Linked DNA regions of Xenopus laevis: region 2 is linked to region 1. A link is a contact called in public Hi-C data. All regions are on one chromosome and are shown on one strand. Each heading gives the region's core, a stretch centred on a gene start, on an enhancer-like site or on the middle of the called end of the contact. The rest is flanking DNA. Distances are from core to core; before and after follow the strand shown. Region 1 holds the start of map3k9.L (mitogen-activated protein kinase kinase kinase 9). Region 2 holds the start of cox16.L (cytochrome c oxidase assembly protein COX16 homolog, mitochondrial).

What was found. A called contact is a pair of places that touch in the nucleus more often than the background predicts.
Region 2: a contact with region 1 is called in a Hi-C map of the XL177 cell line, with 4 times the contacts expected there. The contact joins the promoter of cox16.L here to the promoter of map3k9.L in region 1. A contact is called at or near these places in 2 of 4 Hi-C or Micro-C datasets (the XL177 cell line and the XTC cell line).

What each region holds. Positions count from the first base shown.
Region 1 is chr8L:98,978,816-98,984,196 of Xenopus_laevis_v10.1, forward strand. It overlaps map3k9.L (mitogen-activated protein kinase kinase kinase 9), which reads left to right and starts at 2,022. Exons shown (of 10, transcript XM_018231096.2): 1 at 2,022-3,106. The coding sequence starts at 2,605.
Region 2 is chr8L:99,175,716-99,181,096 of Xenopus_laevis_v10.1, forward strand. It overlaps cox16.L (cytochrome c oxidase assembly protein COX16 homolog, mitochondrial), which reads left to right and starts at 2,615. Exons shown (of 3, transcript XM_018231100.2): 1 at 2,615-2,787. The coding sequence starts at 2,722.

The sequences.
Region 1 (5,381 bases), core at 772-3,271:
ACAGAGCTGGGCCAGGCGCCCTAGGCAACTTGGCCGGCCCCGGCACCTGGCTGTGTGCACATGCGCAAAGTGATGCATGCGCGAAGTGACGCCGGTGCAAGAAGCCTGGGAATTGGGGGCCACATGTGGGGTAGGCGATAGAGCAGGTATGTACCTGGTGCCCCCCCCAGCTTTGCTTTGCACCCTAGGCACGTGCCTACTGCAAAGAGTCAGAAGAAAAAGCCAAATAACTATAAACAATAAATAATGAAAACCAATTAAAAAAAAGTTGCTTAGAATTGGCCATTCTATAACATAATAAAAGTTACCTTAAAGGTGACTCACCCCTTTAAAGGCAGCGATTAGAATTGATACAATAGTTGCTTATACTCCAGAGATGCTGCTGACAAATTGGTGAAAAATATGTTGTAGAGACAAAACTTTAACTAATCCTTATACACATACATGTTCATGGTCTGTTTGTTTAAAGGGTAACAAAACCCAAAATTTCTTGACAGACGTCACTATAAGTAGCACAAGTGGTGATTAAATTTAAATACGACACTATGTTGTTTTCTATTATTTCCCTTTTTAATTGTACTCCTTCTCCAGCATTAGTTTGCTGATCGTTATTGGATAATCTTCCTATCAGGTCAGCCTAGTTGCTGATTGGTTCCTATCCGACAGTGCAGTGTGTTGAGTGGTGCAAGCATCAGGAAGCAGGGATAACAGCATTTTTGCATTATTTTCAATAAATCGACCCAAAAGAACACTTTTTAAAGCACATTCCTTATTCATTTAAAAGAGTATAAAGTACTGGCACATCCTTATTTTTCACACAACGTCTCCTTTAATTTCCCTGGGCCCTAGTTTGCATTAAAGGGGAACTACACAAAAAAATAACTTAAGCTTTTTGAAAAGTAAACATAATTTTCAAGCAACTTTGCAATATACATCATTTAAAAAATATGCAGACTTTTCATGATATTTTTTAATGGTTTCTGACAGTTCCCTAAGCCCAGCCCCCTGCTCTCCTGCTGATCTCTCTGACTACTTTGCTGAGCTGTCTGACTACTGTTACTTTGTATCAACAGCCTGTATCCTCCAAACCAGGGGACACCAACTGCCAAGCCGTGGCCCAGAACCGGTCCAGCGGACAGTCCTGAAGTGGGCTGCAAAACAATTAACACGTGCCAAATTGGACGCCGGCCCCTCCTACCCCCTCCCTGACCCCCTTCCCGACCTCGGTCCTTGCAAAAAAGTTTGGCTATTCTTTGGTCCCCACAATTCCCTGCACATGTGATTTCAATAAGGAAAGGAACATCACAGTGCAATGCATTGTGGGTTATGTAGTTCCTGCATGCTGTCTGTAAGATGTGGAGAAGTTGTTACAATTTGTAACATAAATGTTTAGTCCCTCCTTCCCTGCCAGGATTTCAAATGTTGCAGAAAGAGAATAACTGTTTAAACAGCTGGATTTCAGCATAGAAAATGGCATTTATTTATTTATATACTTTTTGAAGAAACCGATAATGGTGATGGGTATATTAGGGTCTCTTTATCAAATCTTGGTTTGGAAGCCGGAGTTCCCCTTTAAAAAAAAAACAAAAAAAAAAAACTTTCCTTTTTCAGTCAAATTGGAAGGAAAAGTTCTGACGGCAGAAGTTACTGTTGACAAACACGAAAATGTCATTTTTCAGGTCCGTGCCACAATTCGGAGCTCTAAGCAGAAATTATAATGACTTCTGAGGAAATGTTGGAATCTGAGGAGGCAGCGGGCAGGCAACTAAAACAACAGAAAAGTCTTCTTTTTTTTTTCTCAAACAAAAGTAGGAGGTAGTGCGAGCAGTAATAAAACAGTTATTTATAAACACTGGGCAAATTTGCACCTGGGCAGTAACCCGTGGAAACCAATCAGATAATTGCTTTCAGTGTTCAACCTACAGCTGGCAGAAAAAAGCTAATCACTGATTGGTTGCTTTGGGATACTGAGCCTGACAGAGTGGAATAGACCGCTTCGGATTGACAGAAACTTAGTTTCTACTCGTCGCTCTTACGAGGCACCTAAGTGATGCGTCGCGGCGTTTACGTGTAGTCGTGACTCCGGTCTCGCGAGATGAGATTTGAAGCGTCGGGATTTTGTGAAAGAGTGGGTGGAGGGAGCTTGCAGTGAACAGCTATGCGGAAGGTGTAAGTGTCGAACCGGGACTGCGGGCTGTATCAAGAAAAGCCCGGGCACGGTGCATTTACGCGGATTAGAGGATGACGTTTGAACTCAGCCCCAGCCTGTCACATTCTCATACGGCTCTACCGGGACCGGGAAAACTGTGATAAAACTAGGTGTAGAGAAAAGATGCTGCTCTAGCAACCTCCCTCCTTCTGAAGTCTGCAGCTCACTGAATGCAGAGGGCCTGGTAATTGATTGGTACCTGGTTTTATTTGTGCCAATCCCAGCAGTGCAACCTCAGGCTTCTCAGCATCTTATGATAGCAGGCACCTTGCGTTGTACTAGTAATACACGTCTTGACTTCTTAAATATAATGACTTCTGATCCACTTTCACATTTATTAGTCTGTGCATGAGCACAAGGCTCTAAACCCTAATCCTCCCCTATGGATCATTTCAATGGAGCCCCTCAGATCTCTCCTCTCTTTGTCTGGCAGCAGCAAAACTACCTTTGGGGCAACTAGGGCTGGTGGAAATGCCTCAGCGTTACCTGTGCCGTTGGTTTCAGAGGAGGATGAAGAACAGGAGGAGAGAGGCAGTACACCGACTAGACAGGATTGTATGGAAGAAGAGGATGACGGCGGAGGAGGATCTGGTGAAGTTGCCATTGCAGAACAGCCTTCGTCCTCCTCCTCCGCAACTAACCCTTTGTACTGGACGGCTGTGTTTGACTATGAGGCATCTGCAGAGGATGAGCTGACCTTGCGTCTGGGTGACCTGGTCCAGGTTCTGTCCAAAGACTTCAGTGTGTCTGGCGATGAGGGATGGTGGACTGGAAAGATCCAAGATCGTGTGGGCATCTTTCCCAGTAACTATGTAACCAGGACACAGAGCTTCTCCAGCAAGCTACAGGGAAAGAGGGTGGAAGAGCTCCCCTGCTACCCAGCCTCAGCTTTGCAATGTAAGATAACACGGTGATGTGTTGGGGGGAAGGCATTTTACAAAGGGTTAAATGTTTTTAACATTTTCTAGAATAAAAGTTCATTTAGGTAATAATAGGCTAAAGCTCAACTTTTCTATAAAATTAATGAGCCTGCTGTGACACTAGTTTATGTGTAAATTGACCCACCACTACCGTGAAAATGCATATTACCAGCATATTTGGAAAGGATGCTTTTATTTGGCTTCCTTGTTTATAGGCCAGAAAGTGTAGTGCCACTTTGTCATAATGCAACTATAAATGTTACTGTTTATATTAAAGATGTTTTTTTTTTTATTTTTAAAAAGCATGAACTATTGTAGCCAAAGGCAGCTGATAGACTTTGAGCAGTGCTGATTCTGCTACATTATTCAAAGAGTTCAAACAAGAAAACCAAAGGGGATGCACACATACTGCCTTTACATTCAATAACATTAACAAATCGCTTTAAATCCACTAGAGCTTTGCGATTAACTTGCAATGAAAAATTTCTTAGGGTTATATTCTTTTCATTATTATGCAAAAAAAAAAACGTTTTGGGTGAAAAACGGCAGGCAGCTGTTATTTCATTTTCCTTTGTGGTATGTTGCACTGATATCTGAGCTATACACTATTCAAAAACATATTGCTTGGAAAAGCTGAGCAAGCATTGCACAACATTTTAGGGATAATTTGGCCATTGGAGGACTTGAGTCCGTAAAGAAGCATACTTCTTTAAAACAATCATAGCTGCTCCCAGTGATATTAAATACACGTATGCAGCTAAATAAAACTGCCTGTGCAGTTACGTAGTGCAGAATATTTTAGCGAATATTTAAAGGTAAATCACAGATAAATGAGCTAAATGTGCTGTTGTTATACACCGTGTATACAGGACCAGTGTACTGTAGTGTTTTATAGTTAACCATCATAAACATTAAACGAAAGATCTGTATTTTGCAAGCAGTCCTTCTATGCAGCCATCTAGTTCATTCGTTACCTTGGGGACTTATGGGTAGACTGCAACATGGCCAATGTACTGTAACATAATGGAGGAAGAGGCAAAAGGCCTCTCTGCATCCTCTAAAAAACACATTGTTCAGCATGATTACACACACAATTCCTTACCTCCGCTGGGCCTCTCCGCTTCAGCGACGGGGCCAGCACCAGGAAGTCTGACACAATACTTTATACTAGTAAAAAAACAACAATGGCAATCTAAGCAGGCTCCTGCCATTTGATTTTATTTTTTTGCTTAAAGCATCTACATTTAAAGGAGACCTACAGGATAAATAAAAAAAATCCCTAATTGTGTAGGCAGTAATGAATACTATATAATGCTGGTTTTTCTTTTGGCTCTCAATTAATATTATCTTCATAATAGCCCCTTTATTGGAGCTCCCCATAAATGGTCTCTGTCCCTGTTTCAAATGAAGGGTGGGTGTGTCCTAACTGTCCCTGCCAGAAGTACAGTAGGAGGGGGGCAGCCAATCACAGCCCTGCAGCAGTCACACAAGCAAAGACATACTTCAGTTCCCTATCAGTTCAGCCTAGCTGCTGATTGGTTCCTATCCTACAGTGTCTGCTGAGTGCCGCCGGCTCCCCTGCACAGCCAGAAAATACAGCGGGCAGGAAGTGGAACAGATGGGCGGGGTTAGTAGGGTTTTTGCAGACATTTTCAATAAAGTAACTAGAAGCACTACTTTTTAAAGCATATTCCTTCTATATCTAAAATAGTTCAATGCACTGGCATATTCTTGTTTTTACATAATATGTCTCCTTTAACATTTCTGTACAGCAGTGATTTTATTTGAATGATACCTTCTCTATACTGGATTATATTCTGAGAGAGTATCCTTCGGTGCTGCAATGGTCCGTATTATATCCCATTAGGCCAAAGTGATGCCCTATCGTACAGAATGCCTAGGTAGATAGTTACATGCAAGAAGGAAACTGATGGCGATCACAGTGTAGCAGATATTGACATTGTTAGTTTAAAATCTTTGTGGCTTATAAGATTTCCACAAAAAGAGGGGGTTTCCCCCCATAATGAAAGAAAATGTAGTTCTAAAAAACGTTCATATGCTCATTGGTTTCGGTGATTTTTAACTGGATGTTTGCATTCTCTGCTGTCCTGGTTCTGAAACAATGGAGCAGAAGCCAGCTGACTTGAGGGTTACTGAATTCTGCAACATTGTTCATTGTTGAGTGAAAACCAGGACTGAGCAACGATGTGCAGCCTGGCTCATAACCCTTAGAATGTGCTGGTCACTTTATG
Region 2 (5,381 bases), core at 1,365-3,864, 200 kb after region 1:
CCTACTGGGGCTAGTGAATTCAATTTTGAAATCCATTTGGCTTCACGTTGTAGCATCTTTTGCTTGAAATTACCACCACGACTTAATGGTTGTACTACCTTGAGAACTACACGGGCACTGTAGTTTTACATGTGGCATAGTCATTCAAGCTAAGTTTTTTCCTTTAGTGGGATGATTTATACGTGACCTTTTAATTATCGAAGCGCAACAAACACAATTCAAGCACGGAAAAGTACCCTTCTTCTGTACTCCCAGGAATCTCTGTTTTTTTTCTAAAGGTAATTCTGATGTAGTGAATGGAAACCCTTCACTACAAGTCTTTAATATGTTATTGGCAACCCTCTTGTGTAACTGATTGCCAAGTTATGTTTTCAAAGTACCCCCTATTTTCCCAGCAGTGCCATCTCTTAACTAAATACAGGAATGCTCCATCATTCACTTTTCTAACGTCACTAAGATGGCCGCTACAATTCTTCTGTGCATGCTTCAAAGTTTCCCCACTTGCTGGTCCTAGGGCATCATATATATTTGTGCGCTGTAAAGAAAATGCTCACCCCAAATCGGTGCTAATGCACATGCACCACTTTCTTATCACAGCTAGTATGTAAACTCCTAGTCTTGGTCTTAGTGCAGGAAAGGTGCATTCCGTTTTTTTTAAAAAATGTACTCTGTGATTTTTTTCTAGACTTCGGCATTTAAACAGACACAAAGCACAATAGAGGCATACCTGTCCACTGATTTAATATCTTTGTTAGACTTTCCTTGTCCTTTAACTAATGCCACTATTTTATTCTGTTCCCATTGATATTAAACTGAAGTTCCCCCTGGGTTATATACTAATAAAGGACAAAAATTATAAAGCATAAAACATAGTGTTCTTTTATACCCAATCTGTTAGACAGTGATAGCAAAGGTGACTGTTAAGATAAAGAAATGCCAAGAAAGGGTATCAGATCAAAAAGCAGCTAGTCACAAATGTGTCTTCCAAACAGATTTCATATCCACTGTATGAGTTGATATGACAAAGCTGAAGTATGTAATATACCTTGCTGTGTCTGGTAACAAACAACACTAGAAAGAAGGCTTGGTTTCAGCATGAATCAGTCCAAAGCATACATTTCCTCTGACAACTAATCCTGCAAGCAAGCAATTTTATTTGCATGATTTCCTAAATGGAATCCAGTCCTTTTAAAGACTTGGCATTCAGCAAAACATTGAAAACATAGATCCAAAGCATTCACAGCACACTGTATAGCCTCAATCAATAAGCCATTTCGGAGAAGTGAACCGAGACACCCTGGAAGAATGGTATGATGTTCATGGAGCTCCCTCTATTGATCGAAAGAGCGATTTGTTCAATGTTTTTGAAATACCTGTGCAGATTTATTACATCATTATTGTTCTAATACATGTTTATACTCAGGATGAACCGATCTATAATCTACCTGTCATATTTATATCATTATTTTTCTTGAGTTCAACTACTTCTTTTTCATCTATTACCTATCGGTTATCTTCATTTCATCTATATTTATGTTTTCATCTGTTTATCTTTATCATTTTAATTTTTAGCTTTTCCTCTATCATAATCATGTGTATTACATTTGAATACATCTCTTTTTTATCGTCTTTATTCATCTATCATTATTTTATCCTATTTTATCTTCTATTATCCTCGTTATCTTTATTAACCTATCATTGTGTTATTACAAGTAGAACCCCGAATTTACGTTTTTCAGGGGACCAGGGAAAAAAGATGTCAAATCCAGGAAGATGTAAAATAGGGGAAATGTATTAAATAGGGATGCACCGAATCGTGATTCGGCCAGGATTCGGACTTTTTCTGCAGGATTTGGCCGAATCCTTCTGCCCGGCCAAACCGAATCCAAATCCGAATTTGCATATGCAAATTAGGGGTGGTGAGGGAAATTGTGTGACTTTTTGTCACAAAACAAGAAAGTAAATATTTTTTCCCCTTCCCACCCCTAATCTGCATATGCAAATTAGGGTTCGGATTCGGTTCGGTATTTGGCCGAATCTTTCACAAAGGATTCGGGGGTTCGGCCGAATCCAAAATAGTGGATCCGGTGCATCCCTAGTATTAAAGACACTCGGGGGCACATTTACTTAGGGTCGAATATCGAGGGTTAATTAACCCTCATTATTCGACTGTCGAAGTTAAATCCTCGACTTCGAATATCGAAGTCGAAGGATTTAGCGCTATTCGTTCGATCAAAGGAATAATCGTTTGATCGAATGATTGAATCCTTCGAATCGAACGATTCGAAGGATTTTAATCCATCAATCGAACGATTTTCCTTCGATCAGAAATTGGGTAGGAAGCCTATGGGGACCTTCACTCGAGCTAAATAAATGTGCCCCTCAAATACAAACGTATGTCATTTTTTTTTATTTAAAACACATGTATTTTCTCCATATATCATCATCTCTCTCTATCTAACTATCTATCTCTCATCTTATAATCATAATTGTTGAATTGTATTTCAGATAGGAAAGCACACTGTCAGACGAACACTTTTGAAGGCGGAACCAACTCAGTCCGGAACTTTTGAGCGGGGACGTTGGTTTCCGCGGCGGCGATTCCGTAGGAGAAGTGTTGCTGCACTGTGATTCGCCGGTTATTTTCCGGAAGTTTTGTATTTTGTGTGTATGGTGTCGATCTTCCCCCAAGGTGATTTGTGATAAAAGTAAGAAGGTGACATGGCGAGCTCGATTTGGCGCAGCCTGAGAAAAAATAAAACGTTCCGGTACGGGGCGCCTATGCTGGTAAGTGTCACGTGGGACTCTGCTCTAAGCTCTGATGCGCAGGTAGAAGAGAGATAACTTTTACTTGCTCATTTCTGTGGGGATTTCAGGTACCTGACCAGTGTGAAGGTGAGAGCACTGGTATCTTTTGTGACTTTCCACCCTTTTTTTTATAAAAAGAGAAGTCGTCACTTTGGTATGACTGGACTGAGAGATATTCCCTGTATCTTTCAGCAAAACGAATAGGATTAAAAAAGGCGCGTGGGTGCCTAAAGGATAAGGGCAGGAATCATTGCTGGGGGTGGTCGGGAAATGTACTGACACGTGACCTGCCCCCTGTGATTATGATTGCTTATGCTAACCTGAGAGCCAGCCTAAAGCTGGCCACAGACACAAAGATCAGATCGTACGAATCAACGTAAGATCTGACTTTCCCATCTCCCTACCTGCCACTAACCATTCAGATCAAAGTCTTCCCATTCTGACCAAATAAATTAGTTAAAGAACAGATCAGCCCATGTTCTGCCCCTGACAGCAATCGTACGATAGACAAAGCTAGTGACGGTCTCGTACAGAAAATCGTACGATCGGCAATACACGCAGAGATATTATCCACAGCCGACAGAAATTTACTAACCTTTCCGATCGATCTCCGCCAGACGAAAAATGTCGGGATTCTCCACACACGTTCCGAAAATCGTAAGAATCCTTGATTCGTACGAGATCTTTGCGTCTATGGCCAGCTTAAGTTTGCTTTAACTTCTGATTTTACTCTACTGTGCTTGATAAAGGACCTGGAGCAGGTCAGAAACGTTGCAATTGTCACAGATCAAAAGGTGTCAGTGCAGGAGATAAAAGAGAAACTCAGTACATTTTAATAAAATGCTGGCACTGCGGGCTGAGCTGTCAAAATCAATACTGACCCGCAAAAAATAGGACAGTTAGGAGGTAAGAGTGAGGCATGCAGCATGGCCCTTTTTAGTGGACCCTGTGTGTACCAACAATGGGATCTAGAGTAGACCCAAATTTGATTGATATTAATGTATTCAAATTAACTGAGAACTGTTGCCATTTACAATCATATTTTTTTAAGTGGTTTCTGAGATATTACCGCAACTTTATTTTTTTTTAAGGGGCAGATTTACTAAGCTCGAGTGAATGGTTCGAATTGCAAAATGTTTTTGGGTACTTCGACCATCAAATAGGCTATATTCGACCATTCGACTTCAATTCGAAGTAAAAATCGTTCGACCATTCGATAATTGAAGTACTGTCTCTTTAAAAAAACCTTTGACTTCATTAAAGCTACCGAAGTGCAATGTTAGCCTATGGGGGACCTTCCAGAGCACTTTTCTAAGGTTTTTTTGGTCGAATAAAAATTCTTCGACCGATCGCTAAGAATCGCTTGAATCGAATACGGTAAAAATCCCTCAACTTCGATATTCGCAGTTGAGGGATTTCAATTCAAGGGTCGAATTTCAAAGTTTTTTTAACTTCGAAATTCGACCCTTAGTAAATCTGTCCCTAAGTGTCAGAGCCCCTAGGGTTAAACACAGATATAGCAGAATGATGACCCGAAGCCAAACAATACTTTAGAAACAACATATATGTGTAAGGTCCACTTATTGTGGAAAATGTAACTGTAATCACATAGTGTGAGCTCGCTGCTGCTGTTCCTAACCAATTAGTTTGGCCCCATCATTAGAAATGCTAATTGAATTTTATTTTTTATAGTTTTATAGTTATTTGCCATTTTCTTTTGACTCTTTGCAGCATCCAAATGGGCGTCGCTGACTCCCTTAAAAAACAAATGATCTGTAAGGCTACAAATGTATTGTTTTGAATTTGGATTAATTTTGGATTGTATTTAACAACTATCTTTGTCCCTGTTGAACAGAATCCCTAATATTCATTAAAGGCTGGTGTTAGAATTGATACAATTGTTGCTAATATTACAAAGTCGCTGCTGATATAAACTCATGAAGTCTAAAAATGTATCCAATTATAATAATTCAGAATCTGCTCCTGGATTAGTGAGCTGCCAAAATGAGACACCAGAGACACACACATTATTAGACTTTAAACTTTAGTTTTGGAAAAACGATAAAAGATAAAAAAAAAATGGAAAGCAATTGAAAAAAGTCTTCTGGTGAACAATCTAAAAACAATTAAACTGAAAAAAAGTGTTTGGAATGTGAACAACCCCTTTAAACATTGAGATTGCTTTGACTGCACAAGAACAAGACATTGAATCCAAAAGAAGGTGTAACATGTAAATCCCTGTATTATTAATACCCAATAAAAGCTAAATTATTTGCAAATACTATTAGCAGAATTTAAAATCTCCACCATCACAATTTATTAATAACTTTGGACTAATTTGGGGGTGCAGTTATGCGTCAGTATGGCTTAAAACACTGCCATCATTTTTAAGTTTACTACCTCTGCTCAGCCCATTGTTTTTTGGGGTTCTGGACTCTAGTTATCTTTCCTGTCCTAAAACTGCACTGTGCATTCAGCCGTTATGTTTAGAAAAAAATGATCTGTTTCAGTGGCACAACTGCACATGATTAGGTCCCCCCACAAAATCACCTTAGCGGGGCCCGGTATGCACC